2 separate regions of the Callithrix jacchus genome follow, and region 2 is linked to region 1. The links are chromatin contacts, called in public Hi-C maps. All regions are on one chromosome and are shown on one strand. The core of a region is the stretch at or near the end of the contact, and the rest is flanking DNA. Distances in the headings are between cores, read along the strand shown.

The links. A called contact is a pair of places that touch in the nucleus more often than the background predicts.
Region 2: a Hi-C map of induced pluripotent stem cells shows a contact between it and region 1, with 2.9 times the contacts expected there. The contact joins two enhancer-like sites. A contact is called at or near these places in 2 of 3 Hi-C or Micro-C datasets (induced pluripotent stem cells and skeletal muscle).

The regions. Positions count from the first base shown.
Region 1 is chr8:85,954,517-85,959,339 of calJac240_pri, reverse strand. No RefSeq gene overlaps it. Among named protein-coding and RNA genes, the nearest start is that of TMX1, 130 kb to the right of the region's middle. Within about 2 kb of position 1,974, at least 2 of the 16 cell types and tissues checked have an H3K27ac peak or open chromatin away from gene starts, as enhancers often do.
Region 2 is chr8:86,336,471-86,341,293 of calJac240_pri, reverse strand. It overlaps FRMD6 (FERM domain containing 6), which reads right to left. Exons shown (of 13, transcript XM_035260514.3): 13 at 3,828-4,823. Among named protein-coding and RNA genes, the nearest start is that of FRMD6, 45 kb to the right of the region's middle. Within about 2 kb of position 2,378, at least 2 of the 16 cell types and tissues checked have an H3K27ac peak or open chromatin away from gene starts, as enhancers often do.

The DNA.
Region 1 (4,823 bases), core at 725-3,224:
AGATCGTACACCTAAAATACTTGCCTTGTGTTTACTAAATGCTGTTATTACATGACAACGGTCTGGTGCCTTTTCAAAGCACTTCCCATACATATTTTTACCTGATTCTCAACTCTGCATATTGAAGGTCAAGTTTAGGATATTTCTCTCCAGCTTTTGGCCTCCCTCTTCTTTCAGGATGCTAGCATCCTCCTACTCATCATCATTGGAGTCGTCTTAACTCCTCTTTCTTCTTTAGTCTCTATATTTGATCTGCTACCTAGTTTCAGGGATTCCACTTCCACCAAGCTTTTGAGTTTTTTCCCTCCTTTCTATTTCCCCTGACACTAAAGCAGTACTCCATGAATTCCACCCCTCTTAACGCAAAAACTTTCAATGGTTTCCTACTGGCTGCCAAATCAAATGCAATCTCCTGAGTCAAACACTAAGATTTATGTACATGTCTTTACCTTACCACTCAGCATTAACTTAATCCACTCTGTGAGTCCTACACTCGTTCATATTAGACAGAATAATCTATACCTAATCTTTAAGCAAAGGGGAGCACTGTAGAGTTTCAGACGGATTAAACCTCACACATTTTATTTTATATATGTCAGACTTCTCTTACGAGAACCTCAGAGTAATCTGACCTGGAAAGCCCGTATAATATCTTGCAGATTATCAGCTAAGATTACTTCATTTTTTTAAAAGTAACTACTTGTTATAGCTTGGATGTGGTCCTTGCCCAAATCTCACATTGAAATGTAATCCTCAGTGTTGGAGGTGAGGCCTGAAGGGAGGTGACTGGATCATGGGGTCGTATTTCTCATGAATGGTTTAGTGCCATTCCCCTGGTACTGTCCTTGAGATAATGAGTGAGCTCTTGGCAGAGCTGATCCTTTACAAGTGTGTGGCACTTCCCCATTCATTCTCTTGCTCCTGCTTTTGCCCTGTGTTGTACCTTCTCCCACTTTGCCCTCCACCGTGATTGTAAGCTTCTTGGGGCCTCCCTGGAAGCAGATGTCACTATGCTTCCTGTACAGCCTGCAGAACCAAGAGCCGATTAAACCTTTTTTCTTTATAAATTACCCAGTCTCAAGTTATTTCTTTATAACAATGAGAATATGGCTTAAGATACTATTCTTCATAAATTTACAAAATCATCTCCACATTTCAACATAGTGAGCAGCTCCTTACATTCCATGTAGCAGTGGAAAAGGAAAAGAGTGAGAGGATACTGTGGGGCTACTGAAATTGTGAAAATCCCCTTTAAAAGTTCTCCTTTGACTCAATAAAAGAATATGGTTCCCAAATAAGAAATCAGAGTGAGAAGGAACATGGTTACTACATCTAGGACCATAAGCAAGGCTACCTTGAATTATCAAAACCACATAGTGAGGCAGGTAGCACATTTTTCCATGGCTTTTATTTAAGAACTTGCTTACAGGAATCATCTTTAAGCCCTAATTGGTAATTTTATTTAAACTCTATTTCAAAGAAGTAAAAATTACCTTATTCTCTGATGGTAAACCTGATCGTTTGCCCATACAACCAAGGCACTGAAGTGCCCCCTGGTGGCCTCCTATCATAATTGCAGGTTCATACCAAACCCCTCGAGAGTGCTCTAATTTCAATCTGTACTCAGTTCTTTGCCTATGTAGTGCTGTTTCAAGGTTTCACTAGTTCTAATTTTGTGCCCACCTTTAAAAAAATCTTCACTACCTAGGGGATGTCTGATATTCTTCTGATAGTGCTTCATTTCTTTATCACAAAAGCACTGGAAGAGTTATAGTTCTTTGTAATTTGCACTGTGGTATAAACAGGTTACTCTTTGGTATACATTCACCACACTCTTTGCTGGGACGAGTTTTGACAGTAGAGAAGCAGTCCAGGGCCTTCTGAGGGAAGAAGGTATTTCTGGCAAAGGTGAAAGAATGATACAAAATGGAGAAACTAGATAAACCAAAGACCAATTATGTTTTAAATGTTTTATCTTTATAAAACCGTGGTCGGCTTTCAGAAGAAAGAAAGTGGCTTATGAGGGAAGTAAAAGCATTTTGGTAAAAAGCAAAAGGAGAAATCATCCCTCCTAAGTGCCTCTACACTTTATTGCCAGCACTAGCAAACTATTCTGCAATCCATCCTGAGAAATTTGCTTAACCTAGTTCTCAGCACATGTCACTAAGATTTTTTGTTTATTTGCCTCTGGCTCAGAAGAGCTACATGACCTGGTTACAGTTTAACACATGCCAATGGCTAAGAGATTTCTCTAATTTCTTTAGGGGAAAATCCCATGGTAAAAATTAGATCCTAAGAATCCAATCTAATGTTAATACTAAGAGGAAGGTCTTTATTATACTCAGCAGCTGGTTTGGGAGAATATCGGTGAGTGACGCTTCTTTTCTAAGAAGAGGATGAATTGGGACAGGAATGCCAAGCCACAGAATGTTATCCTCCCACATTCCTGATTCCAATGCCGATTCAGCTGCGCAGACACCAAAATCCCCAAAGATGTCCGCTCTTCATAATGGTTGATTCCAAGAGGGAAAAAGAAAATGTAGCCAATGACTATGTTCCTATCTTTTCCCAGATCAAAATCAGAAGATCAGCCCTTCGCAACACCATAGCATGCTGAGAAACTCAGCACAGTATTCATTTCCGTGCCCTAACATAGCATCATGGAAGGATTTGCCACTGTCATGTAAATCCCAGACATTTCCCTCTTTGGAAGAAACTTTGCAAACTTTCTAAATCTTACCTCTTCATTGAACTTCCATGGTGATTTTTAAGAGGCTGTTTGCAAGCAAGAAATACTGAATTACATCTCATTATCTTCTGAACTGTCTCTTTTACTTTAAATGGGCAATCATTTTGTTTTCCAGAGGTGGAAACCTATCTTTCATAGACTAGCACTACTGTTACTACTTGGAACTACACTGTCCACTATGACAGTCATTAGCCACATGTGGCTATTGAACCCTTGAAATGTGGCTAAACTGAACTGAGATTTTCTACACATGTAAAATACACCATGGATTTCAAAGTCTTACTGAGAAAAATCTCATTATTAGTTTTTTATATTAATTACATTTCAAATACTATTCTGGATATATCGTGTTAAGACAGATATATTATCGAAATTAATTTCATTTGTTTCTACCTTCTTACGTCGGCTCCTGGATAATTTTCAATCACACATGTGCCTTGCATCTTACTTCTACCAGTGAATCTCAGTCCTTGCTGCATATGAGAATCAAATAGAGAGCTTTTGAAAAAGAGAATGGACGTGGAAGATACCTGGTGCCAGGACCTTTCTTCAGTCAGAATACCTGGGATTGGGGCTGAGCACTGGTATTTTGCTCTTTTTTGAAAGTTTCCCAGGTGACTCTGATGTGTAGCCAATGTCGAGCCACTGCTTTAAGCTCTGAATTCTATGATTCTAAGATTCTACTGACAACTCATGCAGGTTAAAAGTTCAGAGTTGTTTTGTCCTTGTTCTGTGTAATCAACTCTTGTCTGTTCTCATCTATTTCTCCCTAAAGAAACACTGAGATGTTTTTGGAGTCACACAAGTTGGAACTTTGTTTGTTTTAATTTTTAATGAAGTTCACATGAATCCAATGCACTGCCAGGGCTGGGGGAAAAATGTATTGAACTTGAAATGTTAAGGTTAGTGAGTAACATGCAATCTTTCCTCAGGCTGCTTCTTTCATTGACCTTTTTCTTTTTGGAAGCACCTGCTTTGTTCCTTCTAATAACAAGAAGTTCATCAGAGTGCTTCTCGGGCTTAACATGCCTAAGGATCTCCTGGGGATCTGGTTAAAACACAGATTCAGATTCAGTAGGTCTGGGTCTTGCCAAGTTCATGCCCTTCTAACAAGCATCCAGGTGATGCCAATGCTGCTGGTCCGTGGACCACTCTGTGAGAAGCAAGGCATCAGGGCTTAGGAAAGAGGTAAGACTCACCTGGTGGGTGTAGCTTGTGCACAGCTGTGCAGTCACGAGCAATAATGTCAACAGCACATTGACTTCATTTTCTGTAATGAACATGGAGCCGCCTTTTAAATGAAGTCTGCTCTAAATTGCCCACTGAAGCACAGTTATAAGGGCACATGTTTTCTCTCTATATACAAGTGAGCCTCCTGAGAATAGGACAGCTGAAGCTAGTAGATGTGATTAAGAATCCACATTTTAATCACATCTATCAGCCCCAACTCCTACCTTTTTCCTTTCATGGCAGGAGTTAAGAAGAAGCGGATGGGCTCAGAGAAGGGTCTTAGAGTGGGACTAATCCCATGCGTCCCAGGCCTCACTGCCTCCAACAACAGGAGTCAAGACTGAGTCCCAGGCACCCCTGTTCCCTGCCCTTCATCACCACCACCTGCCACAGGTTCCCCCAGGACTAACTGCATCATGCCTTTGATCCCTGTGTCCATGGCCACAAGAAGCCCAGGCTCCCAGGTCACCCTACTTCTTTATTCTCTGCTCCCCAGAGGGCTCCACACATCCTTCATTCTGTTTCCATCTTCCCATCACAAGACCCCAACATCTCCAGAGCCCTCCAGTGTGCATTTGGATTCAGAGCCCCTCTTTAGAAAAATCCCTGTAATCTGCAGCCTCTTCCCTGAATGGCCCTCTCACCTGGGGATTCCTCCTGCCGATGCTGCTCTTCCTCCGCTACAGCCTCTCTTGTGCTGATGTTTTCCCCTCATTCTTCTGACCACTGGGCTTAGAGAGGGGGCAGGTGTCCTCTTGGCCCCCGGATACTGCTTCCATACCATCCTCCTCCTCCCTTGCTAAAAGCCCTCAGCTGTTTCTCTCACTAACTGCTTCTCCTTGCT
Region 2 (4,823 bases), core at 1,129-3,628, 380 kb before region 1:
ACAGATCAGCACTCAGCTAAAGGCTGGAGGGGAACTTTCTGTGGATCTTTATGACCTTCTCCTTCACTCTGTACAGCCTCTTTCTCTGGTACTCTGGCCTGTCAACTCTGGCTACTTTGGCCCACCTAAATTGTCAACTCTGCCTTCTCAATTCAGAGAGACTACTGGGACCCATTTAATTTCCTCCTGTCTGTGCTGTGGCCTGGAAACTCTCAGGCTGTGAGATGGGGGCATTGATCATGTTCGCCTTCTTTGGTTTCCTTCTCTGGGGACTACTGAACTGCTGTACCTATTGTCAAATGTCTAAAAAAATTTTTTTCATTTATATTTTTTCTCTTTTTAGTTATTTCATATGGGAGGGTAAAAGTCTCCATCCTTCCATTATGACTGAAGTGTTTCATTTGGGATTTTCATTGGAATTGATGGGAAAACTTGACACTTATCATTCTTCCTTTTAGGGATAGGGTTTTCTGATTTGTTTCAGTCTTCTTTGAAATCCTCCATGGACTTTATGGTCTTAAACATTCCTATTGATGTTGTATTTTAAGGCCCTAATACAGGCTCCTTAGCTTCTCTCTCAAAGCATGTTATTCTTACTCTAGCAATTCAGGAATAGAGTCTAAAGAAGACCCTGGGGCTTCTGCTCCTTAGAGTGACTCCTAGACCTATCCTCTTCCTCCTACCTCTTCAGGTCAGGGGGAAAGGGCCTGTTCTAGCTTACTTTTTCATAATGGCAGAGCAGCTTGAGCAGCTCTGGACTAGAGGGTGTGGATGAGAAAGCAGTGGATGCATCCCTCATAACCCCAAGGGAAAGCTGGCTTAAGTTGCATGGCTGCCTGAAGCTTTCTTCTACTGTTATCCACAGTAGGGCATGAATGTACTATGAGAAATAAAACCTGAAGACTGAACTGTTGATCTACAGGGGGTGCTAGCATCTCTATCTGGTTGTGGTGTCACTCCACCTACCTTGTTTATGTTGTCGGCCTGCCTCTTTGACAGATGGTTACTAATACACAGAAAAAAATAATCTCTAATAATGTCTCTGGGCTAAATAGGCATTTATGGGCTAATTAGGGAGGCTGGGGATATGTGTTCTAAATGTCAAACAACCAATTTAGAAGCAAAGTTGGAAATGAGTCTTCCTTCCTAAATTGGGAACTATATGTTCTTATGAAATCCATCTCACAGTAATGACAGTAATAAATTGAGGAGCCCTCAGCTGACTAGAGTTGACAGTAGATGGGTAAACACCCATCCTAAGTAATGAGTTGGTTAATTATAGCTGTGCCATGTTCATAGACCTTCAATTAATCTCTTGAGAAAATATAACTTTATCACCTACAATGGCTCATAGCATCTAAGCAGGACTTTTCAGAGGTCAGGCTTCTCCAATAACTCAAAATACAAGTCTTAGAAATCAAAGAGCTGGGTGGAATTTAGCTTACTTATTTTCATTATACCTCTGTGTGGGGATCAACTTGTATAAAGCACTAGAGAAATGACAAGGCAAATACAAGAATGATAGGGAGGAGATTTTGAAATATTTTACTGCACTCACATTATCCCACCCTCATACTTAGCCAAAGTCATATGTAACACCCTGATCTCTAGAATGTGGGGGTATTCAGACTTTGTGAAAGGGTGAGTTGACTGGCTCACTCAAACATTACTCCACTCTCTGACAGCCTTATTGGCAAAAGAAAACAATGTCATTCTGACAAAATGCCATATACCTGGACACTCTGGAGACCTAAGCCATCCTAACTGTAGATCATGCTAATTCAGGGTAGATAGCCTGGCTGATCTCTATGGCTCAAACTCATGTTATAGAGCCATGCTAACATGAGGTATAGAGCTATAGAGCCAGGGTTGCAACCCTGATACACATTAGCATCACTTACAGAACCACCCGAAGACCAAATATATCAGAAAATTGGGGCTGGGACCCAGGCATTCTAGGTCATTCTAATGTGCAGCCAGGGTTGAGAACCACTGCTGTAGATTAACTGTGGCCATTGTGCCAATTTTTAACGTTCAACACATTTATCAAGAGTGGACTTTAATTCATATTATAAAGCAGTACTTCACTCTAGTCTTCCCAAGGACTTTGCCAAGTAAGGGAAGATTGCCTATTTCTCTGGTAGCATTAGGAAATGACCTTTTGTTTTTAACACATTCCTTTGGTTCTGCTTCTGAATCTTTTCCTTTTCTCTCTGCTACCAATCCCTCAGTTCAGACCCTCATCATCTTCCAACTGCCTCCCAACCTTCTGTCAGCATTGCTCCCATTATTTCTCTCAAGCCCCAAACACATGTCTCTTCCTTTTATAGCTCCCTTCAGTGGCTCCCTGCTGTCCAGAAAAAAACTCAGTGTCCTCATTTGGGTGTCCAAGGCTTTCATGGCTAGATTGCAGCATGATTACTCAAGCCAAAAAACCCCTTGGGGTTCTTGCAGGTACTTGACTGGCCACTGTTATCTTCACCTTCTAAGCTTTTGCTTGGATAGTTTGTGCCTTACTCCATCCTGCCAGAAGTCCCCACGCAGGTGGCAAGTTGCAAGTCGTCTTTCCAGTAAAACCTCTGATCTTCCTGCTTCCCCTTTCTCACCTTTCAGGTCTTTACTGCCTCTCAGTATAGAGAGCATATATATGCTTTGTAAATGTCTGGCACACAGTAGATGCTAAAAAAAAAAAAATTACCAAGTTAGCAAATAAATTTCATTTATTACATTATCAAAATTTGAGTCTGTCTTCCCTGTTATGTTCTGATCTTTAAGGGCTGTAGGTAACAAGGTGTATATAGTTTAAAAAAAAGAAAGAAAGAAAGGCTTTTGGAGAAAAGTTTGGGTTTAAAACTCTGCTCTACCAGTCACTAGCTATAGAATCTTGGGCAAGTTTAACTGTTTCCTCAGCTGTGAAATGAGGGTGACAACTCCTTGAAGGGTTTTGAGGATTAGAATATTAGACATATAGTAGGTACCAAGTATTTTCTTTCCTGGACTCAAATCAGCATTTACCAGATACTCTGCAAAATTCACGAGTAACACTCAGCTGGAAAACATTTGTTTTAGACTGTATAAATCCAAATGGTCTATTTCACAAAAGTTAAATGTTAGATCTGACAGCCCTCCTTTTTCCCACCTAGTCATCAGGGGCATACCAAACCATTAACTTATTTAATTCTCCAAACAGTCCCTTGAATTATTATCTCCATTTTATGGCCAAGAAAAGTGGAGCAAAGAGAAGGCAATGGATTTCCCTTCGGAAAAAGATCTGGAGCTTTTCAGAATCCTGTTGACTGACTCTCAGCTCTGGGCTCTCTTCTTAATGCCATGCTGCCCTCATGTTCAGTCTTGTGAATACATGCTTTTAAATGCAACCATTTGTTTATTTTATAATTAAATTAACAGTCCAATGATGATGGTTTCCAGGGTGTAAGTTAAAGTAGTTAATGAAAATATTTCTTTTTAAAGAAGAGTTTTTTTCAGTTGCATAATTTGGATTGAATAGTTACTGACTACCACAACCTCCTGGAAGCTTGATTCATTCACCTGTAACTAAGAATAGTAACAGTACCTGCCTTATGGGATATGAGGATTAAATGACTTAACACATGCAATCTGAATACACGTGCAACTGGGTCTGGCACATGGTAGTACTCAGCATCAGCTATTACCATCATCGCCACCAAGACTGTTTTGCCTGGAATTCTCTCACATGGAACCTTGTTGTCCTTTACTGTGCTCATTACAGCAAAGAACATGAAGAACACACTGTTGCTCCTTAATGCGTCTCAATTAATTGAGAGCTCTAACAATCAAAAAGGCAATTTAAAGGCAAAAAAGTAACTTTATTGAGTACTAGTCTTACCATGAAACATCTATAAGAAATAATTACAAAATAATGCAGCTTTTTTTTTTTTTTACATACTTTTGGTATCATCTTGATATGATGATCCTTTCACAGAAAGGATTATTTACAGTTTATGTAGATATAAAGCTCACTGTTACAAATACAAATGTAGGTTTGCAGAGGCAATATATACCAAATGGGTATACTGACTAGCAATAATATGTCAGAAATGCAGAATAAATAACAGCTTTATATTTTTCTTTTCCTTTTTATTTTTAAAAACAATTTCCAAATACAAAATATGGATTATTCAAAGTGGATTTTTCATATACATATATATAATTCTGCTGCAAACAGTGGATCAAAAAGCAAAAGTGTTCTTAGCATGTTTCATTTTTGAAAACCAACAGGACTATTTATAAATCCAATTAGAAAGAGCATGTGCAAAACCACCAACAATGCCAGCAAAACCTTACAGATCTGATTTTGGTTGAAGTAGAGAGAAAATAAAGCATAAAGCAGTACCTGTTTATAGTAATTAAATATGTTTTTCCTTTTATCTTTCCTTCTTAAATATGTCTTTTTTTTTTTTTTTTTTTTTTAAGGTTTGCAAGAAACTCTAAGGGCTAAGGAAATGCACTGCATTATGATCTGGGCTCCTTAGAGTACAACCTCATCAGGCTTAAACATCATCCATAAGAAATGGTGGATTACTTAATGACTTTTAAGTAAAACAGTCATTAAATGATCCTTTCATACTTTGATCCTTTTATGCAGACTGAGATACTTCCATACATTTCAGTATCTGCAACTTTGGTTCTATTAAAGCATTTGATAAAAGCAAAATAGTTTTGTGACCGCAGAACTCAACACAACTTTTTTCCTTTTAAAGTGTCAGGTGAACCTAATGTGACAAGGCATTTTTGCATACACATCTGAGACCCAGCACAGGAGGGGCAGGCAGCACAGGCGT